Linked DNA regions of Gossypium arboreum: region 1 is linked to region 2. A link is a contact called in public Hi-C data. All regions are on one chromosome and are shown on one strand. The core of a region is the stretch at or near the end of the contact, and the rest is flanking DNA. Distances in the headings are between cores, read along the strand shown. Region 1 has its middle 19 kb from the start of LOC108476135. Region 2 holds the start of LOC108476249 (spermidine synthase 1).

What was found. A called contact is a pair of places that touch in the nucleus more often than the background predicts.
Region 1: a Hi-C map of leaf shows a contact between it and region 2, with 4 times the contacts expected there. The contact joins the enhancer-like site here to the promoter of LOC108476249 in region 2. A contact is called at or near these places in 2 of 5 Hi-C or Micro-C datasets (both in leaf).

What each region holds. Positions count from the first base shown.
Region 1 is chr3:14,718,864-14,725,624 of ASM2569848v2, reverse strand. No RefSeq gene overlaps it. Among protein-coding and RNA genes, the nearest start is that of LOC108476135, 19 kb to the left of the region's middle. Within about 2 kb of position 2,009, at least 1 of the 2 cell types and tissues checked has an H3K27ac peak or open chromatin away from gene starts, as enhancers often do. A contact at or near this core is called in leaf, where this site is marked.
Region 2 is chr3:14,631,497-14,638,441 of ASM2569848v2, reverse strand. It overlaps LOC108476249 (spermidine synthase 1), which reads left to right and starts at 2,576. Exons shown (of 9, transcript XM_017778400.2): 1 at 2,576-3,146; 2 at 4,253-4,329; 3 at 4,421-4,543; 4 at 5,159-5,263; 5 at 5,492-5,564; 6 at 5,651-5,722; 7 at 5,821-6,016; 8 at 6,262-6,391; 9 at 6,527-6,892. The coding sequence starts at 2,942. The coding sequence ends at 6,589.

The DNA.
Region 1 (6,761 bases), core at 760-3,259, 88 kb before region 2:
AGGATATTTATGAATATTATAAATTCTATCATACACGTATGTGTTATGAGGTTAGAACTTTAGTATGGAACATTAAACGACCTTAGGCCATTTTTTTGTTTCAAATCTACTTAAGTTAGACTTACTCTCGAAAGATAGGAATTTTCCAGAATTTCTCTAAGGCATCAAAATAGAATAGAAGCAAACTTAAAAGTGAATGAGGAACGAAAGAAATTGAAAAAAGTCACAAGGAAGCAATTAACACCAAGTGTTTGAGTAAATGATCTTAAAACATATTCTTCAACTTAAGAATAAAGTAAAATGGGATGAAGTGATTACAAATGAAGGGAAGACCTCTATTTATAGTTGAGCTTCCCTAGATCCAATGATACAAATTGAATTACATCAACAGTTGATCTTAGTGCCTATCTACAAGATTAGAGTCCTAAGGGGTTTAAACTCTATACAATCTTATCCCTTAAAATTTACATTAACCATGGTAACTTTAGTTTTACTAGAGTATTTTTCTGGGCCACAAAGACTTCAAAAAGATGGGCTTCTCCATGGGTTCCACAAATCAGACAAATTCTAGTTGATCAAATGAGCCTCATTTAATCAATTGACCTCCATGAGACGATTTATGTGCATTTGTCACATGCTTTGATTTTTAGCCTATGACATATGCATGAGGATCCCACGAATTTAGAATGTAGTCGTGTGTTTTAAAAAACATAAGGTAAACAATGAAATCTTTGGGTTGAAACTAATTAATCATAACAACACATAAAATATGTACGATATTAAAATAGAACAATTAGATTATATTGTGAGTAAAATGACAATTTAAACACATTAATACATCATATTAAGAATACTAAATGAATACTATGTTTTAGAATAATATACAATAAATAATAAAACGCATGGTTTGAAATTATTTAATAATAACACATGAAATATATATAAAATATTTAAATAAAAAATTAGAATAAATACGCATACGAAAGGATATTTTTTGTAATTTCACTAACCAAGTTGATGCCCGATTAACTCGTGACACCAACTTAGTCAAGGACTTAAATAATAATATATATATACAATTAATGTAGATCATAAAGTGTATATAATAAAATTAAAATGTATAAAAAAATCAAAATAGAGCTTTGGTTGAGTGGTAAACTTAGTTTCATGTATGCAATTGGTGTGACTGTAATCCCATAACATACATTTTTATTGTATTTTTTAAAAATAAAAGACTAAAATACACTCGAGTAATATAAATTATTTTAAAAACAAAATAATATTTTTAACTGAATTAGTGCACTTTAACTCGTGGCATACTCCATAGAAATTAAATAATAGGAAAAATATTATATTTTTATGAATCTCCAAAAATGAAATAATTTTTTAGTGGATAAATAAAAGGTAATCAACTTAGCTTAAGTTACACTCTATTATAATGATACGTGTAAATATGTTATTTGTGATATAAAGTTTAGAATTATAAATATTTGATAAAAAAAGTATCACAAAATCATTTGTACTATACATTGGATTGCTTTTTAGTTTTTCTATTGAAAAAATAGTAAATTAGTTTTTGTATGCTAGATGAGTGAGGAAAACAATTCCTCCGTTAAAATTGTACATGAGATGTAATAACAAATTTAGCCATAAACATTTATACATTTATTCAATTTAACCCTTACTTTTTATTAGAAATAAATTAGAAAATTTTGAAACTAATAAAGCTAAAGGAAAAATGAAAACCTAGTAACAAATTTTAAAAATAAAAAAATCTTTAAAATTTTAAAAATTAGAAAGTCATTAAAATTTTAAAATTTCTATAATTTTTATTAAAAATTTAAGTTGAAAAACTAATAAAATACTCCAATTGACGTTTCTGTGATTTTAACATCTACAATTGTTTTTTTCTTCATTTTTATTTTGCACCACCAATTTTTCAGTGACCAAATGGATACAATCTATGCGAAATATGAGCTGCATGGGCCATGGCATCAACGCTTCATGGGCGAGTAGCACTCTTGTTTCGAAATATTGGCATTGCCGCACTGTAATGCCTTCAGTTCGACAAGATTGTCTGAATCGAATTGAATTAATTGGTTGAATTAACTAAATTAAAAATTAATTAAAGTATTATTTTAGAGATAGGTTTTAAATAGGTTGACTCAGAACCGATAAGAACTCAGTAAAAATAGATTGAATTGAATTTTAATAATTTTTATTTTTATAAAATTTTAATGATTTATTTAATCGAATTGACAATCTAATTGATTCAATCATTAATCTAATTTTAAAAATTTGGAGTTGAATGCACTTTTCCTGTTTTCCTTTTGGTTATGGATTCAATTTGCGTTTTCAAAGTTTTCTAATGATATGGATATTCAATTTAAAAGATATTAACTGACATGAAAATAGCTTTGTACTTGAAATAATATATGAAATAATTGAAAATTGCACTACAGGAAGATTTGGACTACTAATATTGCTAAAAATATAGAATTTAAAAATTGATGAATATATATAAATATAAAGGGTTAAATTTATTATTATATTTTATATATAAATATCAAAACAAACATTTAGGTGCAATTTTAAAAAATAATTGTTTTCTTCACTCTAATTTACCTTTTTAATAGAAAAACTAAAATACAATTTGTGATATGGTATAGAGAGTTTTGTGGTATTTTTACAAAATTTTAAATATATTATGCCTCAACATAATAATCTATAATATCTATAACAATAATACTGAATTTTCGAGAAATTTTTAAATTGTCAAAATTAAATCTAAAAAATAAATTTAAAAATAAAAATCAAATTAAATCGAAAACTGTGATACATTATCAAATAATGCTCAAGAGTTTGTTTTTTTTTTTTTCTGTTTGTTTGTCAAAATAAGTGAAGAAAAACCTAAAATCTAAATGGCACAATTGCAATAAATTGAACCGACCATAGAAAAAGAATAATAGAGGAGAGGCAAGTGTAGAAAAGAAAGTAAAAAAAGAAGGCAATCAAACCCATGTTGAGGGACCCCCTCTCATATTTGCCGACCAAAAAAGAATAAAGGACAGCAGTCAGTGGAGGAGTTGGTTGCTACACTTTGGTGGTAGGGGATAGATATATCATTTGACTTTGTCAGAGTTGGTTGTCGTGGAAACTTACTACTTTTGAATAATAATTAAAAATAAAATCGGCATCATCATCAACAGTTGCATGGCAAATGGATCTTTTCTTGCGTGTGATTCACCTGACTGCCAGTCTCTAATTTCTTGGAAGCTCATCATTTTAATTTGATGATGGACTTACAAAGTGTGAAAACCCCCATGCCAAATTACGCCGCCCACGTAAACTCATCCATCCATCCATCCATCCATCACCTTCCTTCTTTTTGGGATTTTGACGGAACACCATCGGTTCTTTTCACAACCTGTATAAGTGGAATATTATTATTGTTATTAGGTACACAACCTAATTGGGAGTTTTTATTTTGATTACTTAAAAATATTTTTTAATTGAATTATTATTGTAAAAAAATATAATTTTAATCAATTAAACGTTAAATATTTAATGTTTGTTAAGGGTAATTGAGGAACTAAATTTTTTAACATTGATAACTAAATTAAAAGGATATTTTTTAATAACCAAAATAAAAGAACTTGAAAAGTTAAAATAGTTATTACGGTGGACTCAATTCAACTTTCATCTTGCTTGCTTACCACACTTCAGATGTTGGTTTTCTAGAGCTAGCCGGCTACGTGTAAAACAATATACTTCACAAAATAATAAAAAAGAGCAATAAGCTGTAGACGTTGATATTTGCTACCTTATATTATGTGTACAAATATCTATACACTGCCACCCATGCCCCATGCTTTACCAAAATTAAAGTTTACAGCATATATTCTATTTCTTTTCTCCATAAGGAAAAATTCTCAAAAAGAAAATCATTTTTAAAATTTTAAAAAAATACCTCATTTGGTTATTTGATATATTAATACAAAGAAAACCTAATATTTACCTAAATATTAAAATACTTAGTATGAATTATAAACATGATATTACAAGAATGAGTAAAACTCAAAAAAAAAATAATAAGTAAAAAAGTTTTTGTTTTTTGGTCATGAGATTTTCTATTAAAAAAGGATAACAAGCAAGAAAAGGTTAAGTTTCATACAAGTGTTCAATTAATACAAGATAAATTAAAGGAACAATCAATAAGCTTGAAACAAATCTTACAAAAGTCAAACACAAAACTCAAAGAAGCAAATCTGCTTGTAATATACCATCTACGGTGAAGTCAAATTTTTTTGGATAAGAATTAAATTATATATTTTATAAAAGTAAAATTTAATTTTATTATTTTAATAATTTATATTTTTATAATTTTTAAAAGATTAAATTAATTTTTATTATTTTAAGAGGATTAAAGTATAATTTTATTATTATTAATTTAAAATTTTATAAATTATAAAAAAACCTAAATAGAAAATTTTTTATTTTAGGTGATTGGCCCTACCAGGCCCCGACTTCTCCTCCGCATACCGTCGTTGCCAAAAGGAGTAAGGACGGAAACCCTCACTTATTTGAGCCACCGTGAACAGTTGATTAATCAATATAGAATGGTTTTTTCTCCTCTCAAACAAATATTGCACATTTAATATTTTAAAAATCAACATGTTTTTCTAAATAAAATAAAGGGAAAAAAAATGGAGATGCGTTAGGAAGTTGAATTGTCAGATTAGACGTTGGTCGGATTCAAGTTGCCGAAATGAGATCTCAACCTCGATCTGCCATGGTTGCTATCTGTATCTATCTATCTATTTATATAAAAAATCAATCCAAGTAATTAAAATTCCTATCATCAAATTAAAATTTAATTAAAATCATTCTATTTTATGGTTCATCATAAAATTCAAAATTCTTTTAATTTCTTCCTATGAATTATTTTATTTCTCCTCTTAAATTGAAAACCAAAATTCTACCAAACTTAAAACCAGAAAATTTATTGAAATTTCCATAGAAATTAATATGAGTAGTTTTTTTTCAAAATTTTTGCCCTCTAACTTTACCAAAAAAAAATAAAAAAATTAGCCTTCCATTTAATTTCCATCTCTTGTGGTATTTGAATTTACATTTTTGTCAAATCACCCTAAATGGATAGAAAATTTATCGTTTATTAACTTTACTGACATGACATACAAGTAAATTATTATGTAGATGAAGCATTTAATTAATTTTTAAATTTTAAAAATATTAAGTTTTTACAATTTAATGATTTTATTTTTAAAAATAGTTTATATATATTTTAATTGTTAAAATAATAAAAAACTAATTAAACAACTTATCTACCGAGAGTCCACATGTATACAACATCAGCAAAGTTAAAAATATTAACTTCTCATTTTTTGAGGTGATTTAGAAAAAAATATTGGACTGCCTTGAAAATTTTTTATTAGTCAAATCTCTTTCTACGAAAAGTTCAAAAATTTAAATATAAAAAATAAAAATTTAAATAAAAACTAAAATAACTTAAAAATTCAAAAACGAAAAGTGTTTATGCTTTCAAATAAAGAAAGAATGGTTCCATTGTGATAAACTCGAAATATTCTCTGCCCGTTATCCTATATATATATATTTGGACGAATATTGTAATTTATTCCTAAAACATTAGCTTACGCAATGAAGCATCTCGAGGCTGCCTATTTTTTTCCTATTTTCCTATGCCTACATATACTAACTTCATATTTTTAAATAAAAATATTTTTCTTAATATTGGTCTTACAATTAACATAAAATAAAAAATAATTACAAAAATAATTTTAATTCAAGAAAAACCTTGCTAAAATATTGATAAAATTAATTTTATCTTTAATTACCGGTGATTCAATGTTGTACTATCTTTGATTATTTTTATTTTATTTTACAATAAAATTAATTGATTTAATTTATTATTATTATTATTATTATTATTATTATTATTATTATTTAGATAAGTATTTGTATTTTATCCAAGAAACTAAAATTTACTACAAAGAACTAAGAATAACAATGTTCTGTACAACAAATCAAAGAATCAAAGAAAAACAAAAATCAATTCAGCAAATTCTAGTTCAAACAAAGCTGCTTATTACAATGATCTAAAGAATTAATAAGCCTTCTAGAAAGATGGCATCGGACCACTTCCTGAATTTTACTAACAAATGATCCGCAGAAGTTACAGGTCTACCAATTAATCTACCATTTCTTTCACACCAGATTATTTTTATTTTTATTTTATAAAAAAATTAATTGATTTAATTTATTATTATTATTCTTATTTTTTTTGGATAAATATTTGTATTTTATCCAAGAAACTAAAAATCTACTACAAAGAACTAAGAATAACAATGTTCTGTACAACAAATCAAAGAATCAAAGAAAAACAAAAATCAATTCAACAAATTCTAGTTCAAACAAAGCTGCCTATTACAATGATCTAAAGAATTAATAAGCTTTCTAGAAAGACGACATCGAACCACTTCCTGAATTTTATTAACAAATGATCTGCAGAAGTTACAGGTCTACCAAATAATCTACCATTTCTTTCACACCAGATGGAACACACATAAGCATTCCAAGCTAACTTAAGAAGATATGAGATAAGGGACTTCCCCTTAAGATGAGTTACTGCCTAGCATAGTTCTTGATCCCATGAACCAACCATTCTCTCAATGCTGCACAATTCAAGAATTAACTGCCAAAGCCTGCAAGAATATTCACAT
Region 2 (6,945 bases), core at 1,327-3,826:
AAAAAAAGCTAGATTTTCAATTTTTCTTTTTTGTAGATACACTTGAGAGATTGGAAGAATGTTTTTTTGCTAATTCTGGTAACTAATCGTGAATATTCCTTTTTATTTTCTTGAAGTTTTTAAGAATCTGTAGGAAAAACGATGAACAAAGATCAAGAGATTTGAAACTACTGTTATGTTTCGATTCAATTTTTCATGTTTGATAGATACATTTGGAAGACAGAAGAGCTATTTTGGGGAGAAATTTCAACTGGTCAACTTTTTCCTCCTCTTCTTTCATTTCCTTTGATTTGTTTTCACAAACATTAATGCCCAATCTTCACCTCCCTTAAAAGAAACATGAAAGAGAAACAGATAAGCTTTTGATTAAAAAAATTAAAAGTTTTTTTTATTTGAAAAGTCTGACAAAGGAAGGAGATGAAGTTGGAGAAGATAAAAAACTGTTGACTGACACTCTGGTGCTATTTTTAGGCTGAAAAGGAGGCCAACCATCAGCAACGATGAGGGCAGCAACTTGGGTTGAAGGAGAAAGAAGAATCCATTTTTTTTTATTTATTTCATCTATTCCATGACCAGAACAGGAGCGGATATACGTTACACCACGATTTTGAGTCAGAAGAGAGATTTCAAGAATGGCAAATCTATTCACTCTATCAATAACCGAGCCGGATCTAGTGTATTATAAGGGATTTACCTTTTCTATTGATTCCTACGGATTGGATCAAAAACAATTCTTGAATGAGGTATTCAACTCTAGGGATGAATCGAAATAAAGAAAGAAAAGGAACCTTAAAAAAATTTAGGGGGAAAGAAAAGTCAAAAGAAAAAAGAAGTTTTTTTTTTTTAATTTTTTGAGATCACCATGACATCATTTATGCCACGTGTCACAATATTATTATGTCACGTCTCCTAAGCTTAACAACGTTAGACTTAGTACTGATTTAGTAGATGGAAATAAGTTCGGGTACCAATCTGGGACAAAAAAATCGTAAATACTAATTTAGGAGAAGTGGACAAATTCAAGTACTAATTTTATATTTAACACTTATAAATTTGAGCTTAATCAGTCTAAAAGTCTATTGAAGGATAAACATACCTTCACTTGTATTTTCTGTTGCAACATAATTTTCAACAAAAATCGGATCGACATCAGCTTGAGTGTTCTACTTTGTTTGATTTACTATTTCAACATATTCGTTATGTTAAATAATGTGCTTTTCTAGTGTCATGATCAGATTTGACCATATATTTAATAAGCTAGTTAATAATCTCCAAATATTAACATTGATAAAATTCAAATCAACATTCAAATGAAAATACAAACATTGGCCTTTTAAGATGTTTTCGACTCTTGTTGGAAAAAGTTGTTGAATCAAATGTTAGTAACTAGTTTTTTAACAGACTTGTTTTGCAAGTTAAATAAGGGAGCAAAAAAATTTGAGAGACGAAAATTCTAGGCGCTGTGTGGATTAAACAATCTTACATCTGCAGAGTCTTACTAAAAGAATGAATCCTCTAAATATTTTTTTTCAATACAACACTTGATTTAATCTCAAATTATCCAATACTGACTGGATAATCGCAATCTTAATATCACCAAATGATGTACACTCACTCTCTCTTAAATAGCCTCACTTGTAAGTATAACGTCTCCAAAAATACTTGAAGTAACAAAGTATAATAAACTCAACAATGTATTCCCTAGAAATACAAAAAATTAGTCGCTAAAAAACCACACACAAACAATTATTTTCAGATGTCTTATATAAGGTTCCTACTCATAAATAAACTCTACCAATATATCATTTAGTTAGTCGTCTTACAACCGAAGTGATAATACCACGTTTCTCCTTCATTTCTCTCATCTTTACTCTTAACCTTCTTAATCATGCAACTTCTTAAAATGCATGACAAAGGAAGATGAAGGTTTTGAAATAAGCTATTTTGAGCATTCCATATCACTTGGATAATCATGTTTTATTTTTATAATAATTTATAAAAATAAATACAACAAATCCCCCGTGACCAAATGAAATAGTAAAGATGATAAGATTGAAGTCTACAATCCCATATATTCCATGGTATCCAACCCACATGCAGAGCAATTTATAGTTTCTATATTTTGAGAAGGCAACAAAAACAGACAAATAAATAAAAAAGAAAGGGAAATCTAACAAATATCGGCATCATCCACCAACAGTAGCTTTATTACGCCTAGATATTCCCCAACTTTTCACACTGACATAAAGCAAAAAAATATTTATCATTAAATAAAAATTTCATTGATAATCCCAACGAAACATGATTTCATCACAATCCCAACCCTAATTGAGAACCTTATCATTTATTATCATTGTTCTAGTAGTAATGATTTTGTTTATTTGATTCAATTTTACTAAATTGGAAAAATCTTTATTGTTCAGAATCCAACTCGGCATTATTAAAAAATAATGTGCGTTGTTCATTGAAATTCATACATAAATATTTTTGTCTAATTTAATAACTGAAAATTTTATAAAAAGTATTTTTCGATATTAATTATTAATTAAGTAAAAAGGAGAAAGAAAATCACAACTTCACAAGTCACAATCTCAGTCCACACACAAAAGACGCGTCGTTTGCAAGCAGATTCTTCGTAATCCATATATGACGATATAAATTGAAATTTTGATTTTTCTTCCTCAAATATTCTTTTTTTTCTGCTTTTTAATTTATATTATATTAATATATTATTTGGCGAAGGCCTAAACAGCCCAGCCCTTACAGCAACAGGCGTCTGGATGCTACTATAAAGCAAGACCAAAGACCAAGCTAGTGTGGCCTCTTTTTATCTTTCAGTGACCTGTATCCAGCCAACCCGAGATTTTCTATTTTCCGATTCTTTTTAGGTCTTTTTCCCAATTTTTTTGTATTTCTAAAACAGAAACAAATAGGTGTCTCAATGGCAGAAGAGAGCGGTGCCCCTGTAAGTTGTGCTGATTTGCCCGTTAAAAGGCCCAGGGAAGACGAAGAAAACGGGGTCTCTTCTGCTGCTGCTGCTGTTGCCATGGAAATGGAAGCTGATACCAATAATACTTCCAAGGAAGCTGATGGGATTTCCTCTGTTATTCCTGGATGGTTCTCTGAGATTAGCCCAATGTGGCCTGGTTCGTTTTTCAACTCTCCTAATTCCCCATTATTTCTCCTAATCTTTTCTTTACGTTTCCTTTTGGAGAAAAGAATGTAAAGTGTTGTTTTTTTTCTTTCTCTGCTTCGATTCCAAAGAGGGCTTTTTTCTTAAATCTGGGTTTTTTTCCTTTATGATTTTCGATGCATGTTTTAATCTATTTATATTTTTTATGGTTATAGATTTGTTTTAGATTATGGGTGAACAAGTTTCTGTGCTTTTTATTTGGCTTTCAACTGATTTGAATGAAAAAATTTTATTTTATTTTATTTTATTTTATTGTGCTTATTTTGATTGTGTAAGATATTGGTTCCATCTAAGGGCGTTACTTATTTTGATTGAATTCATGGGTTGGGTTCTTTTCAACTTCGTTCCCCCTTTTATTCGTCACTTCTGATGTGCGTTCTTATCTGATATTTTCTGTTTTTGGCTCTTCTTTAGGGAAAAAAGGGGTTCTCAAATGGTCCCATCTCCCATATTGAGGATGTTTTTATTTTGGACATCTCATGTAACTTGGTTGTCATTTCTGCTTGTGTAGTGGGTCTGTTTGTGATTCTTTATAGTGAAAAAGGAAAAGGAAAAAAAAAAAAAAGCTTTATTTTTATATGTCTAACTTCTAGTTAACTACATTTTCATTGAATGTTAAGCGTTTACGCTTCTTTGTGCACATTTGCTTGTTTATATGATTGACATCTCGAAGTGCATACTGCTTGCATGTTGTCACTTGTGTGTATTTTTCTTATTTGGGAGTGTGTACTATTAGTTTAATAGCGACGTCTGATCTATATTCATTCATAATTCAATGTGTTAATCCATTGCTTCCAATTTTGATTCTTGGATTTATGGGTTCTTTCATAGTAGTTACTGTGAAAGTTGTGGAGTATGAGGCTGGTGTTACTTTTGCAAGTTAGGGTCTTTTTAGTGTGCACGGGGGTTTCCATGCAGTAGGCTTTGTAGGTTACTTGAAATTAAGAAAGATGTAAGGGAGGAAGTAGCATAATAATTCACTGAAATGATACTTTCTTTTTATTTAGTATCTGAGAAGAAAAACATCTTTAGTGGCTCTGTTTTATATGAAATATGCAGGAGAGGCGCATTCCTTAAAGGTTGAAAAGGTCTTGTTTCAAGGGAAGTCTGATTACCAGAATGTTATGGTCTTTCAGGTATTTCATGGTCCCATTTTATTTTGCTTCTTTTTTCTCCTTGTTTAGTTTCTTTTAAATTTTTAATTTTTGAAGCACGGCACTCTTGCAGTCATCAACATATGGGAAGGTTCTTGTTTTGGATGGTGTGATTCAGCTTACAGAGAGAGATGAATGTGCATATCAAGAAATGATCACTCATCTTCCACTTTGCTCCATTCCAAATCCTAAGAAGGTATATTTCAGCTACTATATTACTGATTATATCAAGAGCTGTTTTCTACCCGATTTGCATTTCTCAGTAAACATTTGAAGTGGACCTTGTTTTAGATTCACTAAGGCTTGGATGGATATTAAGGTAGTCCTCATTTTTTACATTTAGCTGCAAGAGAATGACTGAAGAAAATGCTTAATTTTCGTTAAGTATGGTGAAGGAGCCATATAATATTACTGAGATCCACTGGAAATGATTTTGTTTATTGTTTTGACTCCATATTTGGATTATTTTTAATTTTATTAGTTTTTGGTGAATGTGGTCTTTTCATATCTGCTGTTAAACCAACAGAAGTTTTACATGTTCTTTTCTCTTTTTCCTGAAGGAAACTCCCTCATTTAGAAATGAAAACCAATAAAATCTAAAGAATACAAACTGCTGATATTTAACAGCAATGAACTATTTGTGTTCAATAGTTTTGGGTGGAAGTTGAACATGCTTTAGTTATAATCTGTTTCCATTTAATGTGGCTTCTCTTGGGAGCTTTCTTTTAATGGTATTTTACCAAAAAGATCAAATGACTTGACAGGCACCCGTTGTCTTCTTCGATCCCCACTTACCTGTTTCTTTTACCAGGTTTTGGTCATTGGTGGTGGTGATGGTGGAGTTCTCCGGGAAGTTTCTCGTCATTCTTCTGTTGAGCAGATTGACATCTGTGAAATTGACAAGATGGTCGTTGATGTTAGTAATCTCTTTCTTGCTTTCAACACTTTCTTTATGATTCACAATTAGTTGCAATTGATTGATGGAAAGTGGGTAGAGTTACTTTTAGATTAAATGTATTAAAGCATAGGAAATGGCTCTGCAAAATTGTAAGTCTACAATTTCAGCAGGCCAACTGGCTAGGATCGTCCAACCATCCCTTGGTGGAACCTTGTCGTAGTAACGTTATGCACTTTTTTGTGCCAGGTTTCTAAACAATATTTTCCTGATGTAGCTGTTGGTTATGATGATCCCCGTGTGAAACTTCATATTGGCGATGGTATGGTGAACTTGTTTTTTTTTTGGGGGGTGTGTTTTTATACTCTATTGCATGATATCAATCATTAATGTCCTTTTGTGTTTCAGGAGTTGCATTTTTGAAGGCTGTTCCAGAAGGTACTTATGATGCAGTTATAGTGGATTCTTCTGATCCTATAGGTAATGCTTTTTGGTGGAAATTTGGTATTGTTTTTCTTTGTTATTAATGGTTTGTAATCTTTAATATTTGAGAATTGGGTCGTTGTTTGACATCTCAGGTCCTGCTCAAGAACTCTTTGAGAAGCCCTTTTTTGAGTCTGTGGCAAAGGCTCTTCGTCCTGGAGGAGTCGTCTGCACTCAGGCAGAAAGTATCTGGCTACATATGCACATCATTGAGGATATTGTAGCAAATTGCCGTCAAATCTTCAAAGGCTCTGTTAACTATGCTTGGACTACAGTTCCTACATACCCAAGGCATATACTAATAACCTTTCCTTCACCTTGTGACAAACTGCTGCTTTCTTATTTAATTGTTTTACCCCACCCCCTATATTTTCTGTGTGTTGATTTATGTTGTTAATACCTTCTAAAACAATGGAGGTTTTCCTTTGCTACCGCATCATCATGTGGTGCATTCCATTGTGTTTGCATGACTTTGGTTTACTATTATACATGTTGCCAAAAGCTGCGTATCATTGACTTTATTTATTAATTTACAGTGGCGTGATTGGTTTCATGCTTTGCTCAACTGAGGGGCCTCTTGTTGACTTCAAGCATCCGGTGAATCCTATAGACAAAGATGAGAGCTGCTGCAAATCAAAACGACCCCTTAAGTTTTACAACTCTGAGGTGAAACTTTGCTCCACTCTAAATCCTTTATAATCGTGTGAAAATAATAATGCTGAGTCACATATTTAACGCTTTTCCAGAAGTCTTAAAATCTTATTTTGAAAACTTTGTACATTTGCTTGTTTATGATTGCAGATTCATTCGGCTGCTTTCTGTTTACCATCCTTTGCAAAGAAGGTGATTGAATCAAAACCTTAAGGGTGGAAATTTTGAAGTTTTAGAACAAAATTCTAGTTATTGGTGAGCATTAGTTATCATCCTTTGCTTTGATGGCCCAGTGTAGCAACGAACCTTGGATTTGGAAATTTAGATAATGCACTTTCTTTTTTGTCTCCGGAAGAGAATTTGAGGTAATGGTTGTAGAAGGATATATGTCCACAAGGGATAATATCGTCATTTAGCTGAGACATAAATGGCTGTTTCTTGCAATCGTTTATCAGATTCACATGTTTGTGTTATTATATCATTTTTGCAATATATTGTCATGGATGTTTAGGATCATTCAGCTTTTGTTTGACTTTCACTTTGTGTTTGTGTTTTTGGAAGTACGTAGT